Regions from separate parts of the Sus scrofa genome. Here regions 1, 2, 3 and 5 are each linked to region 4. Evidence: chromatin contacts called from public HiChIP or PLAC-seq and promoter capture Hi-C data. All regions are on one chromosome and are shown on one strand. Each heading gives the region's core, a stretch centred on a gene start, on an enhancer-like site or on the middle of the called end of the contact. The rest is flanking DNA. Distances are from core to core; before and after follow the strand shown.

The links. Promoter capture Hi-C pulls out the DNA fragments that hold promoters and counts their contacts. HiChIP or PLAC-seq counts read pairs in DNA pulled down with a chosen protein or histone mark.
Region 1: a contact with region 4 is called in an H3K27ac HiChIP or PLAC-seq map of alveolar macrophages. The contact joins the promoter of URB1 here to the promoter of SCAF4 in region 4. A contact is called at or near these places in 1 of 5 promoter capture datasets (liver) and 1 of 2 datasets of contacts at active chromatin or transcription factors (alveolar macrophages).
Region 2: a contact with region 4 is called in an H3K27ac HiChIP or PLAC-seq map of skeletal muscle, with 4 times the contacts expected there. The contact joins the promoter of SYNJ1 here to the promoter of SCAF4 in region 4. A contact is called at or near these places in 1 of 5 promoter capture datasets (liver) and 1 of 2 datasets of contacts at active chromatin or transcription factors (skeletal muscle).
Region 3: a promoter capture Hi-C map of liver shows a contact between it and region 4, with 3 times the contacts expected there. The contact joins the promoter of PAXBP1 here to the promoter of SCAF4 in region 4. A contact is called at or near these places in 1 of 5 promoter capture datasets (liver) and 4 of 47 Hi-C or Micro-C datasets (heart right ventricle, liver, retroperitoneal adipose tissue and 1 more).
Region 5: an H3K27ac HiChIP or PLAC-seq map of skeletal muscle shows a contact between it and region 4, with 3 times the contacts expected there. The contact joins the promoter of MIS18A here to the promoter of SCAF4 in region 4. A contact is called at or near these places in 2 of 5 promoter capture datasets (fetal skeletal muscle and liver) and 1 of 2 datasets of contacts at active chromatin or transcription factors (skeletal muscle).

What each region holds. Positions count from the first base shown.
Region 1 is chr13:196,046,530-196,049,802 of Sscrofa11.1, reverse strand. URB1 (nucleolar pre-ribosomal-associated protein 1) reads left to right here and starts at 1,921. Exons shown (of 41, transcript XM_021069844.1): 1 at 1,921-2,203. The coding sequence starts at 2,062.
Region 2 is chr13:196,329,074-196,332,247 of Sscrofa11.1, reverse strand. It overlaps SYNJ1 (synaptojanin-1), which reads left to right and starts at 1,736. Exons shown (of 32, transcript XM_013982569.2): 1 at 1,736-1,877; 2 at 2,907-3,052. The coding sequence starts at 1,783.
Region 3 is chr13:196,369,798-196,372,911 of Sscrofa11.1, reverse strand. PAXBP1 (PAX3- and PAX7-binding protein 1) reads left to right here and starts at 1,654. Exons shown (of 18, transcript XM_003132753.5): 1 at 1,654-2,134. The coding sequence starts at 1,795. It overlaps LOC106505849 (a long non-coding RNA gene), which reads right to left and starts at 1,517. Exons shown (of 4, transcript XR_001300667.2): 1 at 1,266-1,517.
Region 4 is chr13:195,394,265-195,397,520 of Sscrofa11.1, reverse strand. SCAF4 (splicing factor, arginine/serine-rich 15) reads left to right here and starts at 1,287. Exons shown (of 20, transcript XM_005657142.3): 1 at 1,287-1,757. The coding sequence starts at 1,728.
Region 5 is chr13:195,926,691-195,929,962 of Sscrofa11.1, reverse strand. It overlaps MIS18A (protein Mis18-alpha), which reads left to right and starts at 1,654. Exons shown (of 5, transcript XM_021070912.1): 1 at 1,654-2,043. The coding sequence starts at 1,701.

The sequences.
Region 1 (3,273 bases), core at 672-3,171, 650 kb before region 4:
AACCCACTGAGCTAGGCCAGGGATTGAACCTGCATCCTCACGGATATTAGTCAGGTTCATTACCACTGGGCCATGATGGGAACTCCCTGTTTCTTTGTTTTAAAATTGGAGCTAAGGAGTTCCCGTCATGGTGCAGTGGTTAACGAATCTGACTAGGAACCATGAGGTTGCAGGTTCGATCCCTGGCCTTGCTCAGTGGATTAAGGATCTGGCATTACCATGAGCTGTGGTGTAGGTTGCAGACGCGGCTCAGATCCCATGTTGCTGTGGCTGTGGTGTAGGCCAGTGGCTACAGCTCTGATTAGACCCTGGGAACTCCATATGTGGTGGGAGCGGCCCTAGAAAAGGCAAAAAGACAAATAAATAAATAAATAAATAAATAAAATAAAATAAAATAAAATAAAATAAAATTGGAGCTAGGATACACTGGGTGAGTGGTCCACCGCTTACAAACTGGATAGTACCAGCAAGTTCTCCCACTTTCTCTAAGTCTTTCTAAAGAGAGATGATAATTTGCTCAAGGTCACGTAGGCAGAAACTGAATAGTTTTTGACTATTTCCTGCTTCTCTCTGCTGTCTCTTTGGTCAGGTCCACTGTGGTTGAAAACAAAGTTGGTGGTTGGCAATTAACCATAGAAAAGAACCCCGTGAAGATGACCGGTCAGAATTAAGTCTGTCTTTACTAACAAGAGTATCCTCCTTGACAGCCTAAATTTTGAGCATATCCCTGCCTTTTAATACCTCTGCATCAGTTCAGATCTGCTCAGGCTACTCCCTCTGACCTGCCTACAAGGTAGGCATTTCCACAGGCACAATAGTCTTGCCAGGTCAGGAGCACAGGGTCAACAGCACAGGCTTTTTCTATTAGAGACTCTGAAACCCTAACAGGTCACAAAAAGCCACTGTTCTCAGATGCTCACAACAGATCTGCTTACAGACCACGGGGCAGTACTTTCTCATACTAGAGGACAAGCTGACAGATAATTCCAGGAATCACCAAATGACTTATCTAATGACCTGCTTCATGATTTGTTTGCGCACATAACCAAGTATGGATGAAGTTGTATTAAAAAATGCACTAGCCTGTTTCCACTTATTTATACCTCCGTTTTATTTCAGAACAAGTCAATAACATCTTACAAAAACACAGTAGTTTTTTTTTTTCTCCCGTCAAAGCAGTTTTTCATGCATTGCATCACTTTCTCCGCTGAGAACAGCTGGCTTTACTGTCTCCATTTTAATGACAGGGGCTTAGATGTGGAGGCTGCTGCGCTGTCCGCGTAGGGTTTTCACAGACGTTACTTCATTTGATCCCCTCCTCCCACCCTACATGACCAGAAAGGCGCAAGTCCACCCATCAGTTTGGGGAAGTGGAGGTCGTCTGGGGCGACATCGCACCAGACAAGCCAGTCTGGTTCCGGATGTGAGATAAGCTAGGGGTCAGGGTTAGGGGCATCCGCACGACCTTCGACCTGGTCCCAGAGCAAGGATCTCCCCACAAAAGCCCACCTGGCACTTAGCCCGGGGCAGCCACCCTCCTGGCCAACTCGCTGGGCCTCGAACAGGCAAAGCACCGAATCCCGCTGCATGTCAGTCAAGAGGCACCATTAGGGCGCCCACAGGTCAAGAACCGAGCTGACGGTGCTGCTGCCAGCGGTCTGGCTCGTGCCCCCCAGGAGTGGAGGATCTGGGGATTCTTCCTCCCAAGAACCCTCGAGAAAGCCGCCGATAGACGCCCCCGCCCCCCCGCGCCGAGGCCAAGCGCGGGTGTGGTGGAGCGTCGGCTCGGCCCGGGGCAGCGAGCTAGGGAGCTAGAATCGCACAGCCAAGAGGGAACCGCTACCGGGTTTCCGCCGGACCGCCCTTCCCACAGGCCCCGCCCCGCCCTTCCCACAGGCCCCGCCCCTTCCGCCGGCCTCCCTCCCGAGGCTCCGCCTCTTCCGACAGCCCCCCGCCCCTTCAGCCCACGTGTGGGCCACAGGTGCCTGTCGGGTCTCCCCCGGTGTCCTCTTGTCAGGTCCCGGGGTGTGTGGGTCCCGGCGCGTCCCCGCCCTCTCGGCCATGGGGGTCCCCAAAAGGAAGGCTGCGGGCGGCCGGGAAGGTGGAGCTACCCCTGCGGGCGCAGCCAAGCGAGCCCGCACCGAAGAGCTCACGGGCGTGCGCTTCAAGACTCAGCTGAGAGACGCGCAGGGTGCGGGGCCGGGTGAGTGCGGGACCCGGGGCGGGGAGCCGATGCGTTCGGGGCGGCCTACCCGCCTCGGTGTGTGTGTGGATGCAGCCTCTTCTTCCTGCAGCGAGGGTCAGAGCTCAGCCTCCCGATTCGCAGTCGGGAAACCGAGGCCCGGGTGCTTGGGAGTCCAGGGCCCAGACTTGCTTGAATGTGACAGTTCCTGCGATCCCACACCTCCCTTGCCCGGACAGTGTCCCTCAGCAAGCTCTAAAACCTTTACTGCAATTGTCAGGAAAGTGGATGTGTAGTACTTATTCACAAAACGGATTATTTATCGAGTCCCGACTGTGAGTTTGCTACTGCCATGGCTGTCAGCTCTGTTTTCCGTAGCTTTGATCCTCCAACACTCACACCGACCAGAAAACCTGTCATAAGCTCCCACATGAAGCTACTGCAGGACTTGACAGTTGAGCAAGATTAGACTAGTGACAGATATGGTTCCCGTTGTCGTGGTGCAGCGGAAACGAATCCGACTAGGAGCCATGAGGACAGAGGTTCGATCCCTGGCCTCACTCAGTGGGTTAAGGATCTGGGCCTTACCGTGAGCTGTGGTGTAGGTTGCAGACGTGGCTTGGGTCCTGGGAACTTCCATATGCCGCTGGTGTGGCCCTAAAAAGCAAAAAGAGACTAGTGACAGATAAGGAGCAGATTCAATAATTGCACTTTTTGAAAAGTGTGACCTAACTTCCCAATTCCTTGTACTCCATTAGAAAGTATTTAGGTTATGAGGACAAAACGCAATGGAAGACACTAGCATGTGCGAAACACTGGTACTGTGTCAGAAGAAAGCAGTGACTGTTTCAAGTGAAAGTTAAGTTAATGTCCAGAGTATCCTCAATTTCCAGTTTGTCTTGCACAGATTGTGTTTTTAAACGTTGGATGCCAGCATATGCTAGCCAGAGCTGGGAAGATGATAGTGGCTTTAGCAAAGAAGTTTGCGTTTCATTCATTCCTTTGTTCATTACTTGCAAGGGGCTGGTATTTGTCAGAGTAGAGGTAAAATGGTGAGTAAGAATCTGCCATGGGGAAGCCTATGAATAGTC
Region 2 (3,174 bases), core at 487-2,986, 930 kb before region 4:
AATTCAGACCTAGAACCAAGAAATGCTGACCTAAATTTCCTTAGTTTAAAATCAAAAGACACCAGGAATAGGCAGAACATTTGCTTCTAAAAGGGCATAGCAACACTATTTTGCACCTTGAGAAAGGAGGGGTTCCTGCTGTACGCACACACAGACACAGGTGCACTGGAAGATGCGGTGTGGGCAAGTTGGGTTTGCAGTCCCAACTCCACTTGAAACTGAATAATTTTTAACAAGTTAACTTTTCTGGGTCTCAGTTGTCATAAAAAGCAACTTCCAGGCAATGTACTCGATAACACCAACGTATGTCCTGAAGCTATAACCTTCCCTATGTTTTTGTTGTTGTTGTTGTTGTTTTGGTGCTTACCTGTCTGGCATTCCTTGTGGAAGTATTATACCTGAAAAGGCAATAAGAAAAATTCCATTCTCGCCCACTCCCATTTTGTTTTCTCTGTCCAATGTCATCTTCAATTGGAATGGATTCTTCTGAAGGGGGCACGTGAGGGGCAGAAGTAACCATAGACCAGTAGAGTAACTTCATTAATTCCGAGGCTGCTGTCAGTAACCACCAGTTGAGCAAAACAGTTTTTCTAAGGAGTAGTACTGAATAAGAGAAATCCTCTCCACTTCTCAGAACTAAAGCTAAGTGTCTGCCATCACCTTCTAGAAAAGTCGTGGCTTCATTTTTAATGAATGACAGCTACTTTAGTATCCCGAAACCAGAGTGGGTTCTAGCTTCTCTAAAGTGAAATGTGAAGCCATGTGACAGGGCCCAGAGGGGGAAATGATCTTGTGCAATATACTAAATTTAAATTCTGCTTTTGCTGTTGGTAAAGCAAGAAGGGGAAGACATAAAGAAAAAGCAAAGGCAAGTGGAAACAGTTTCCCAGGGGGCTGAGTTCTTCGGGTTTTTCAATTCCTTTTTGCCCTGTTGGTTTTGATCATTTTTAGATTTATTAAGTGGAAACGGAATAAGAAGTCCGTAGAAAAAAACGATATAAGCCACGATGCATGATTTGTTGAAAAATGAAGATAGGAGGAAAGGGGAAGATTCTTTAGTTATGAAATTACACTGTTAGCAAAATATTCGCTATTCAGTGACAACCATAGCTGCCTTGGCCTCAGTCCAGCCAGCCATGTTTGAGTATTGAGATCCTAGCTAGCGATTTCCTATTCTCTCCACTGTACATACAGTTGAGGACTCTTTTTTATAGTACTCTTGAGAGCTCCAGAACACAGCAAATGAAAAGGCAACGAGCAAGGTTGTTCCAAAACGGAATTAGTTTTTCTTCCTGCTTCCTACCGAGACGCTCAGAATAAGAACCCGGCGCTGTTCGCAGGGAGACACCATGGACAGCTCTTCAGGCTTTGCCCTCTTAGCCTGCTGCGCTGACTGTCCCGAGGCCTCCCCCGAGTCTACGCCGATGGGGGCCGCAGGGGGTGGTCGGGACACCCATCTTGGGCACGTATCAATATCCAGCTCCCAAAGCTTTTCCCCAGAGTCCCTCCTTGGAGCCTACAGGGAGGGCTGGTAAGCTCTGAAAAGCCCACGCAAGGGGGTCAAGAAGGACGCATCTTCCCTCTCCCCGTCGCATCACCAGCGGTGGGACCTGCAGCCGCAGCCTGGGGTACACGCCGCCCGCGGCGAAGGTTGGTGCCCTTGGAGGCGGTGGCCACCCACCACTACCTGGCCCGCCGGGCGGCCCCCGAGTGGGCGTGGCCCCCGGACGCCCCCGCCCCTTTCCTGCGAGGGGCGGGCCTTCCGCCCCGGGCCCCGGCGCAATGCGGAAGAGATGGACCTGCTGGAACGGAAGTGACGCTTCCGGCGACTGTGGCTGCGGCTGCGGAAGACGGAGGAGGAGGAGCCGGAGGAAGAGGTGAGCCGGCTGGCGGAGGGCGGGGAGCGGCTGCGGCCGGACCCACCGGCTGCGGGGCTCGCGGGCCGGCGCTTCCTGGAGCAATCTCCGCCTCCGCAGCCTGGGCGGGAGCGGTGAGAGGCGACCGCCGGCTGCCGGGTATGGGAGGGCTGGCAGGGTGGTTGGGAGCCCACTGGTTGTGAGGGCGCCGCGTCGGGCGGGGGGCTGAGGTGACAGCGGCTGTCAGCCTGCCCGCAGGAAAGGCACCGATTAGTATGGGCGCCGGGTCATCTTTTCTGGCGTATAATGGAGGGAACGGACTGCTCGTCGTTTCCGTCCCCCTGGGAAGGAGCCGCTTTCCTGACGGTCGATTGCCCGGGACCCCCGAGGAGCCCCGGTCGGGTCCGTGTCCCGAGTCGTGACTCTTCCCGGGTGGCCATTCATATTTACCGGCTGCCGCCTGCGGACCGGTCAGCCCGCGGTGCCCTGGGGCTGGGCGGGAGGCGGCGGTAACCTGTGTCGCTTTCCTTGCCCTTCACCGCCGCCCCCGGGAGAGCTTGTTCAGTCGGGTAATCCTTTCCCATTTCTCGCCCCCTAAGGAGCTTTGAATCCGCCTTGGTAACCTTCCCACCTACGTCTCGTTTTCCCCCTTTCGGCCTGAAGTTTCCGAACCGTTTCCCTTTTAACGTAGTGACAAATCCTGAAGCAGGAAGCTGATAAACAATTCCGAGCGAAATACGCTCAATTTTTTTCCTTTTGGTAAACATAAACTAAAGGGGAAACTCCTCTTAACCAAGCCGTTCATGGGCTTGGAGTGATAAAACCCCGACTTGCCTTGCGCTGAGAATTGGTGCCGTTTCGTCTTGCTTTTCTGTAAAATTAAGTGACGACTTATCTTTTGGAATAAACCATTCTCTCCCCGAGCTCCCTTTTTTTTCCACCCCACCCCCCATCAAAACCTGGCAGGGAGGGACTTCTGGATGCCTTGCAGTCCTTGCTGCAGAAAGAAACATTAGCTTCATTTGCTTTGCTTTTGCTTGGTTTTCACAGGGCTGCCTCTGAAGAAAGGAGAATGGCGTTCAGCAAAGGATTTCGGATCTATCACAAATTGGATCCCCCACCTTTCAGCCTCATAGTGGAAACTAGGCATAAGGAAGAATGTCTCATGTTCGAGTCTGGGGCTGTAGCCGTGCTCTGTAAGTCATCTCGTACAGCCCAGCTGATGATGGTCTGTTTTGATTTGAAATAATTCAGATTCAACCCATTTTTTTAAGGAAGACTCTGATAACCTTCTCATTGTTTTTCACCTAGCAGGTCA
Region 3 (3,114 bases), core at 405-2,904, 980 kb before region 4:
GATGTTATTAACTTTGCCTATTAACTGGGAGAAAATGTTACAGAGGCTACTCTAGGCCTAGACCATTCTTCCAGTTTCCAAAAGTGAGTCATGGGTGGGCAGATCTCAAACCCAATCAGGGAAAACCAGAGAAAAGAGGCAGGTGAGTATGACACAGAAAGTCTTGAGTTTGGGATCTTTTGCTTCAAACTTGGAACTTAAATCTCAAGTGACATTTTGACAGGATGATGTAGGTGAATAGGCACTCGGGTAGGAATACAAATTGGCACAGCTGTTAAAAACAGCAACTTAGAATTAGCAAAATTACAACTGCATACCTTGAGATCTAGTTCATGCTACTAGTGATCATTTTTTGAAGCTTTTCGTTGTGGCATTGATAATTATAGCAAGACTGGAAATAAATTTCATGCCTTTCCCCCACCCCTCTCACGCCTACAGCATGTGGAAGTTCCCAGGCCAGGGATGGAACCCCAGCCACAGCAGTGACCATGCTGGATCCTTAACTGCTAGGCCACCAGGGAACTCCTTTAATACCAATTTTTTTATGCAACTGGCTAAATAAATTATGGTACTTTCAAACAATGGATCACTATGCAGCTGGGTAAAAGAAGAGACACCATTTTACATACAAATATAACTGATCTTCAATTAGACTAAAATGCACTGTTTGCACACTGTGGGAAAAAGGTAATTCACAAAAATATACATCTTTGCTTCTACATTCATAGGCTGTCTCTGCAGGATCGTGAGAAACTTTTAACATTGCCTGCAACCTTCAGGGCTTCTAGGGATGGATGGTTTGTTTGTTTGTTTCACTATATGAATGTCCTTTGTTACCTTTTAAATTTTGAGACATGACAACAAATTCGCACTTACACACATGAGTGAAGGAAAAGGCCCTGTGTTTGCTAATACAATGAGTAAGCTTGCGAGTTCAACTTCAAACACCCGGATCCACCGTTGCCAGTTAAGTTTGTTAACCTCTGTGGCACAAGGCTGAAATGTGTCACAACCATCCCCAGTCCTCAAGTCGATTTTTCCTTCCGTTTCTGAAATCAGCCATGTGTCAGAACTCCTAGCAAACCTGGCATTCTTTGGAAAACACCAAAACACTTTTGCTTTCGTTGTATTAGAGGGAGGGGGGCTAAAAACATCAGGCCAGGTAATATCTGATCATAAATGAAATTCACTGTTTTTGAAAGTTCTCTGTAGCCATTAAGCTGCAGAAATACTAAGTGTTACTCAACAGAGTTAGTAATAATTACCATACAACACCTCAGTTCAGCACACCCTCTGGGCTCCACGCACCCTCACCAAAGGCTTCACCTTCGGGCTCCTCCTCCCGCTCCTCCTCTCGCTCCGCCTCCCGCCCCCTCCCCCTTGTATTTGCCTCTCTCAGCGCTTGGCGGGAGTTTCCTCGCGTGACTAGTCTGCGTAAGTGCGGAAGACGCACTGCAGCACCTTGGGCTGAGGGACGCCGGGTTTACTCTTTCTTTTCGTCTCTATGATCCTCTTTGTGACCCGTCGGAGAGCACTAGAGTCCCAGAGTTGCCTGCCAATAGTCCTCCAGGCCGACAGAGGGCAGTGCAAAAAGCTGACGTTCTCGCGAGAGGGGCGGTGTTCTCTCCACGTAGTGAGAGCGGAGCGCATGCGGGTTCGGTGGTGCGCGGTAGCTGGGGCAAAGACTGGACCTGGCTGGAGCTCGGGAGAGCGCGCGTGCGCGCTGTCGCGAGCTCGGCGCTGCCGGGGCTGCCGTGTAGGAGTGGGCATACGACCGCGGTGCGGGCCGCAGGCATGTTCCGAAAGGCCCGGCGAGTGAACGTGCGCAAGCGGAATGACTCGGAGGAGGAGGAGCGAGAGCGTGATGAAGAGCAGGAGCCTCCACCGTTGCTGCCGCCGCCGGGCACCGGCGAAGAGCCGGGCCCCGGCGACAGGGCCCCCGGGGGGGAGTCACTGCTGGGCCCGGGGCTGCCGCCGCCACCCTCCGCGCTGGCTCCTGGCCCCGGAACCGAGGCCGGGGGTTGCTTCCCGGGCGGCGCGGAGCCCGGCAACGGGCTGAAGCCGCGCAAGAGGCCGCGCGAGAACAAAGAGGTGCCCCGGGCCAGCCTGCTCAGCTTCCAGGACGAGGACGAAGGTAACTGCCGCGCTTCAGCGCCCCCAGACCCCGACATCCGTTTCCCCGGCCCCGACCGCGGGTCTCCGCATTCCCCTGACGCTCAGCCTCAGCCCCCGAGAAAGGAGCCCTTTCCCGCCGGATCTGCTGTACGTTTTCCCCGCCTCCGGCCTTCTGCTTTGGCAGGGGATGCGTTCCTGCGCCGCCACCAACCTTTTCTTAACTACCGCCTCCTTTTCGTCGTCTCGAACATTTTCTACTCCGAGGGGCCGGATCTCAGATTAGTCATTTAGAGTTTTTCAAGAAAAAATTCCGTGTTCCCTACTCTGCCTCTTCCTGGCAGGTGTGTTTTAGGGAGAACTCGAGTCGTATCCCCTGACTGCTCTTGGCACGTTCTCTGAGCCCTCTGCAGGTCAGTGTACCCAGTGGTATATGCACTGTACCCAGTAGTGACCCAGGTCACTGTACCCAGTAGGTAGGTCTCTTGGTCTCCTGGTCCTTGTCAGGCATCCTTGCTCAGGAAGGCAGGGTGTGTAAAGAGGAGTACTAGATTTGGGAACAGAAGCTCTGGTTGAAGAACTGGTTCTGAGTGACCTTGAACTAGTCCCTGGCGATCGCCGAGCCTCAGTTTACCCATGAAAGTGAATGGGGCTACAAACGTGCAGGCTTCCTCAAATTGACGCTTGGACAATGAAGCGAGGCGGTGTGAGGGGCCAGGCTGCAGTGGATTTAGATTTCTGATCCTAAATGAGCCGTAAGTCATTTCACTTGCCAAATTGTTGAGTGTGTAATATAACCCAATTAAGTGTATGTTGTAAAAAACGAAATCAAGACTTGTAAATCTCACATCTCGATGCAGGAACGCTTTCTTGTTTCTAGTAATAGGCAGTTTGTCTTTGGCTTTTGTGTGATTTTTTTTTTTTTTTTGGAGAGGAGTCCAGCCATTTTTTTGTTTTTGGTGATACAGGAACAATTTGCTAAAGTATTTTTGTTTGACTTTA
Region 4 (3,256 bases), core at 38-2,537:
TCCTCCGTGACACCGCCCTCCTCCTCAACCTCACCGTTGCTCTGTCCTAGCCTGTCCACGCCATTCCTTAAGTATCTGACTTTATCTCACCTCCACTTCATTGCCTTAAGCTCTCAGCATCCCCTGGGCTAGAGCTAATCCTTCCTGGACCCCACGCTAGAAATTCTACCCGTTGCATGACACCACTCTCCACTTACAATTTTGCAAAGGCTCCCCACAGCCTTGGGGACAAAATCCAAACTCCCTGGAAGGGCACAGAGACTCTTCCGGACCTGGTTTCAGTCCTTCTCCTCACTCCCTAAGCTCCAGCTGGTCTTCCCTGGGAAATACACAGTACTCATCCAGCTTCCGAGGCCAGGGTTATCTTCTCCAACCACTCTTGCTACTTCTTCGAGACATAGCTCGGGTGCTACCTCCTCTGAGAAGTCTTCCTGGACTTCCAGTCAGGTGAGTATCTTTCTTGTTTCCCAGGGTCTCTACCCTAATGTTTACCACGCTTTAGTTATTATCGGCTCATTCGCCTGTCCTCCCCAACTAAACTGAGCTGGATCTTTTAATTTCCGTATTCCCAGAACCCAGCACAGTACCCCGCAGACAGGAGGTATTCAAGAGAAGTGAATCAGGGCCGGGTTTCCACCAAAAAGGAAACAACGCGTTTTGGGGAATCGATATATCACGGTTTAGCGAATCCACTCCTCCGGCAGCACATGACTGACTGCACAGGGGTTCCTTTAGGCCTGCGTGGATCTCCAATGCCTGCACGTCCTTCTTGGAGCTTACTCAGAATTAACCCACACAATTAGGGCTGACACGGGGCTGCATCGGTAGAGGTTGCACGGGGGCTTGCAAAGTGCACGCCCGACGGGCTGAAGTCAAATCCCGAGCCCTTTGTTCCAGGCTACGAAGATCAAGCAGCACTGAACCCGCCAGCCCCGCCAGCCCCGGCCGGGTGTAGGGCCTGCCTGGGTAGAATGGCACACAAAAACGACCCTACGAGCGCCGCGTAGGGTAGGGACGAGCGCGTGCGCGGGCACTGCCCGAGCCAACCTCCAGCGCTGGGATCCCGCGCTCTTCGGCGCCTCTCGCGGGGAACCCAGCCTCTGGCCAGGCAGTCTCCCGGGCCCGCGGCCGCAGCGGGCGGGAAAGAGCTCGGCGTACCGGCGTCACGAGCCACCGGCTAAGCGGGTGGCGCGCGCGCGCGCGCCGGGCGGGCGGGGGCGGGGCCAGCGCGGGAGGGGCGGGGCGGGGAGGGGCGGGGGCCGGGCACAGGAAGCGCTGGGAGGCCCGAGCTGTCCCAGGGTGCCCCGCGCGGCGTGGACTCGGGCCGCTGCCGCCATCCCGCTGGCGAGAGGGAGAGAGAGGCCCGCCCGCTTGCCGGTCGGGCCAGTGTGGGCTAGTGCGTGAGGGCGCGGGGGGCCGTGTCAGCGAGACGCAGAGCGCAGCCGCCACCACCAAACGGACATGTTGGAGCCCAGCGCCGCCGCCGCCGCCGCCTCTTTTGCCTCATCCTCGGAACGGGACTGAGAGGGGGCCCGCCACCCCTCCGCCTCTGCCTCGGCCGTCCGCCCCGCCGCCTCGGCCGCAGCCTCTTCCTACCCGGCCTCCGACCCCGCCGTTCATCGCCTCCTCCGGCCCCTCAGGCCCAGCCGGTTCCCCTGCCCCGCTCCGCCGCGGCGCGAGGTCTATGTGACCGGCGGGCCCGGAGCAGCCGCCGCCGCAGCGCGAACATGGACGCCGTCAACGCCTTCAACCAGGAGGTGAGGGGTTCTCGGGACACTGGGGTGCCGGGCCTGCCGCCGGAGTCGGGGCGTCGCTTCTCCCGCCGCCGGAGGTTTAAAGCTTAGGTCGGGGTGGGGACGCTTCCTGCCCCGGTTCCGGGGCGGCGGGGCCTGCGCGGAGCGGCCTGTGGCCCCGGGGAGGTCGCGGCGGCCGCGGGAGCCGACCCCACACCCCTCCCCCACCGCTCACCCCCGGGCGGCGACCTCGGGCTGCCCCTCTCGCCCCCTTCCGGCCTCCTCCGGCCCGCGTCGGCGCTGGTGTCTCTAACTTCGCCCCTTTTCAGGTCCCGGCGCTCTCGCTTTCTGCTCCCAGCCCCGTTATTGGCTTCCCTGTGCCGGGAGCCCGCAAGGGGCTAAGAAAGAAGCGCGGGCGGGCGTGGGGGGCGGGGGAGCGGGAGCATCTGCCGGTCGCGGGGCTGGCGGACCGGCGGCCTCGGCTCTCCTGTTGCTCAGGCCGCGGCGCGACGGCGGCTGGACTCTGATCTCAGGTCGGGGAGGAGTTGGAGAGGGTGTTCATCCCCCTCCCCCGGGATTCCTGCACTTGGGAAGTGGGGTTAATAAACTAGGAGGCGGCACCATACCGAGTCGCTAACCCAACCATCTTATGGGCTCTGGGGCCCCAACGTGACACCCAAAAAGTTGAATGGGAGAGACAAGTATTTGCTCGGCGTTAGTCCGCTAGAAAGCCGGCTTTGGCCTCCAGTCCCCCACCCTCACACCCTTAATCCTCGGCTCCCTTCTTTGAGAACATTTACATGTGAAAACCTCCCAAAACCGGGAACAAAGCTGCCCGCCGCCCTGAAGCTCTGTGGTTTTATCTCAAATCTTTCCAGGTGCTGTTTTTGAATATAGAGTCCACACTTTCTCTCTTTTAGGAGCGATTTGCGGAGAGGGGTCTTGACCACTGATGATTTAAAATGTAGTTACAGAGTGGAAACAATTGTCATGTGTTGAGTTGGATTATCTTTCTTTTCCAAATACTAAAGATAAACCCAACATTGAAAAATTCAAAATGTGGTAGTGCTAGGTTTCTTGGTCCGGCGTGAAAAACTTGCTGCATTCACAGTGAGATTTTTGTAGTTACACTTGTAGTAGAATTAGGGTGCAATAGCTTTGAATTTGTAGTGCCATAATACCGTACCCTCCAGTAACACTGCAGTTAGGGCCGTTTATTGCCTTATTAGTTATCCTAGAAATGATTTGTCTTGCACTTAAGGGTACATAAAATGTCTTAACTGCAGAAGTTGGACAGAATCTTGCAAGTTCAGTAGTGATTATTTTCAAAATGACGAAATAAAATTTCCTGATTTTTGATGTCTAGATAATTTCATGCTCCAGAGACTTCAGGGTTGGAAGTTGACTTTGTTTCCTAAAGGCAGAATACACTGGAATGTTAGCTCCATGAGGGCAGGGAGTTTCTGTTCTTTGCGCCCCCACCCCCAGCATGGCAGAGGCTTGGCAAATACTTGTTGAATGAA
Region 5 (3,272 bases), core at 405-2,904, 530 kb before region 4:
TGCTTATTCAAATCAGCAGAAAGGCAGTCCTTAAACTCCTACGCTTGGTCCTAAGGATCATTGTCTTGTTGAACTTGAATGCAGGCTTCATTTTAACAACCCGAGGCATATCATCTCATGCTTTTATTTGTGCTTGTCTAGTTAAGTAAGCCTGCCTCGTTCTGATGCCTTTCTCGAGCGAATATTAACTTACCGTGGTCTCCCAAGTTTCCCTAGGTTTTCCTATCTACGGTCCCCTATTGGGATGTCTACAACTAGCTGTGTAATTATCCTACTCTATCCCTATCACTTCCAGGGTCTCATCTGAGCAATAACATGGCAGAAAAAGAACCTGTGACGAGTGGCTCCCCAACAACCCCAGCCTTCTCCACCTTGGGGAAATTAGGCAGACAAACTGGAGCAGGGGCAACCAAAAGTGGAGGTGTCCTTACTGACAGTATTTGTGTCACCCAGGAGCTTGTTAAGCAAATTCTTGGGCCCATCCTGACTTTTTTTTTTGCTTTTTTAGTGGCGTACCCTCGGCATATGGAGATTCCCAGGCTAGAAGTCAAATCGGAGCTACCGCTGCCAGCCTACACCACAGCCACAGCAATGCCAGATCTGAGCTACAGCTGCCAGCCTACACCACAGTTCACGGCAATGCCGGCTACTTAACCCACGGAGTGAGGCCAGGGATTGAACCCTCAACCTCATGGTTCTTAGTCGGATTTATTTTTGCTGCACCACGACAGGAACTCCTGACCTATTGATCGAGAACCTTCAAAGGTGGTTTGGAGGAAGAATGTTGCCTGTCCTGTCAGTAAACAAAGGATGTTTCAGCTATCAAGCCATCGGCCACTGCAACCAACCCAGTTGTGCTTAACTAGATAGTTAAGATGCACATCGAAGGAATGATTTCGATGGGCCCAGATTTTTGCATCTTCCCAGTCTTAGAAAAGTGCTCAATTCGTTAACTTAAGTTGTCTGGTTTTCTTCAGTCAACAGCAATTTTTTGATGTTCCAACTATCTGGGGTTGCTTTTGTTTTGCAAAGACTCCTACATACCCTGGCTCCTCCCTTGCCTCTAGGAGCAGTCCCTCACAGCTATCTGAGAGGCTGACTCCAGGGCAGAAGTCCTTAAGCAAGTCCACCAAATAAGACAAAATTTTCAACTTTTAGGTTGTGCACCCCCCCCGCACCCCGCCCAGTGTACCGGGGGAATCAGAAATCTGTGTTTTAACCAGCTTAGGTGACTCTTAGGCATGCTAAATTTGATGGGTTGTAGTACTTGGAGATGGGACACGCCATAGAAAGCAGCAGTGTAGCCAACTCCTCTATCTCTAGGTGGTGGGTGGGTTGCACATTTGCTTTCCTAACCATTGCCAAGGTCTCCGCGATGGGTCGGTAGTTTAGTCTGCCATCCCTAATTTTTTCAAAGACTCCTCCCCTCCTGTGTTAGAGGGTGAACCCTCCTCCCGAAATAGCCTACGGAGCGGGGCTCCTGCAGTCTCAATTTTCTAAGGTTGGAAAACCTGAGGCAGGAGCATGGACCGCCTGGCTCAGCCCAGCTCCTCTGCGAGCATGCGCGCTACTAGGCTGCCCGCGGTTCCTCTTCCCTTAGACCCCGCCCCTTCGTCACCGCCTCGCTCCGCCCCTTCGCCTCGCGCATGCGTAGGGGCGTTTTTCCCGTCACGCTCCGCGGCGCGGGCAGTTTGTAGCTAATGGCGGTTGCTTGGTCTCCAAATAGTTGCAAAGGATGCTCCTCTACTAGCTGTGCATGTGGCGACAAGGGCAAGTGGAGCGACTCCTTGCTGTTAGGCAAGCGGCTCTCAGAAGACTCTAGCCGCCAACAGCTGCTGCAGAAGTGGGCGAGCATGTGGAGTTCCGTGAGCGAGGACGCGTCGGTGGCCTGCACGGAAAGGACGCGGCGCGAGGAGGCTGCGAAGACCGCGGACGAGGAGGACAGGCCGCTGGTGTTTCTGTGCTCTCGCTGCCGGCGGCCTCTGGGGGACTCCCTGAGCTGGGTGACGAGCCAGGAGGACACCAACTGCATCCTGCTGCGTTGTCAGTTCGGGCCATGGGAGCTTAGGGCTTAGGGCTGCCTTCTTCCCGGGGGTACAGTACCTGCGCGGCCTCGGAGGAGGCGGGGTGGGGGTGTGTGTTTTCTGGCTGCTTGGGGTCTTTAAAAGCAGAAAAGTCTGAGAGGATGAGAAAAGGGGGAGGAGGAGAGTCACCCTTGCACTTTGGGCTCACAAGTGACAAGTCCTTTTCTGGGGTCTCCCATCATTATCGCCGTGAGCATTTCTTAGAGAAAAGTGACAACTAGGTTGTAAGCATTTGGGGCGTGGCCACTCTGTATTACTCCTCGTGGAAATTAGTGGGCTGTTCATCGGTAAATAATAGTGTTCCTGGTTTATTTAGTAAACCAAGCTTCTCAGCTACCTGCTTCTTGCAAGAGATATCAGGTTTGATTTATCAAATCTTATTTGTATCAGCGGAGACTTTACAATCAGAAGTGCTGCAGCCATACAGTTGACAGAACATAATGCTATCCAGAAAATTAAAGGAGACTTGCAATGAAAACAGCAATGATCCCATCAAAATTGGAGAGGAAGGAGGATGTAGTAAAAGTTAAGAAAGTCGCGGCTTTAGCTTTTAATACTGGCTCTACCGATTATCTGTATGTTTCTCCGTTTCCTTGTTTTGTTGTTTCCATAGTGTTTCTTTATTTTTCCATAGTGTTTCAATATTTTTTCTGAGTTGTTGTGAAAATCTCTATTCTTTTTGGACTTGTGGTTTTCAAGATGAAGTTTATATGCTCTGTTTGGATTCTGCAGATAATTTGGTGGCATACATTCACCACCAAAATTTATTAACATTTGTGGAATGTTTGCCTTCCTGGGATATATTAAGAAGAAAGTAGGGCAGCGGGTGTCCACCTGAAACTTTTTGCAACCTATAGTTTTCCTTAAGGATGCATCAGTTCATTGACAATAATTGCCGGGAGTCCCTTTCAGTTATTAAACATAAGCCTAAGGACATACATTTCCCATAGTAATTCACTAAGATTAACCCTTTGCACCTATTAAATTGTGCAGAAGGATGTAAAAGTAAAAAGAACTTATCCTCCTGACCCTGATATTCTCATGGTCCCAGAGTTCAACGTGCTTTATTCTCGTTTATACTTCCAGATACTCTTCATGCATTTATGAGCATATTTAAACATATATCTTAAAATTTTTACAGTATAGTTGATTACAGTGCCAATTTCCGCTTCTGCGGTATAGCAAAGT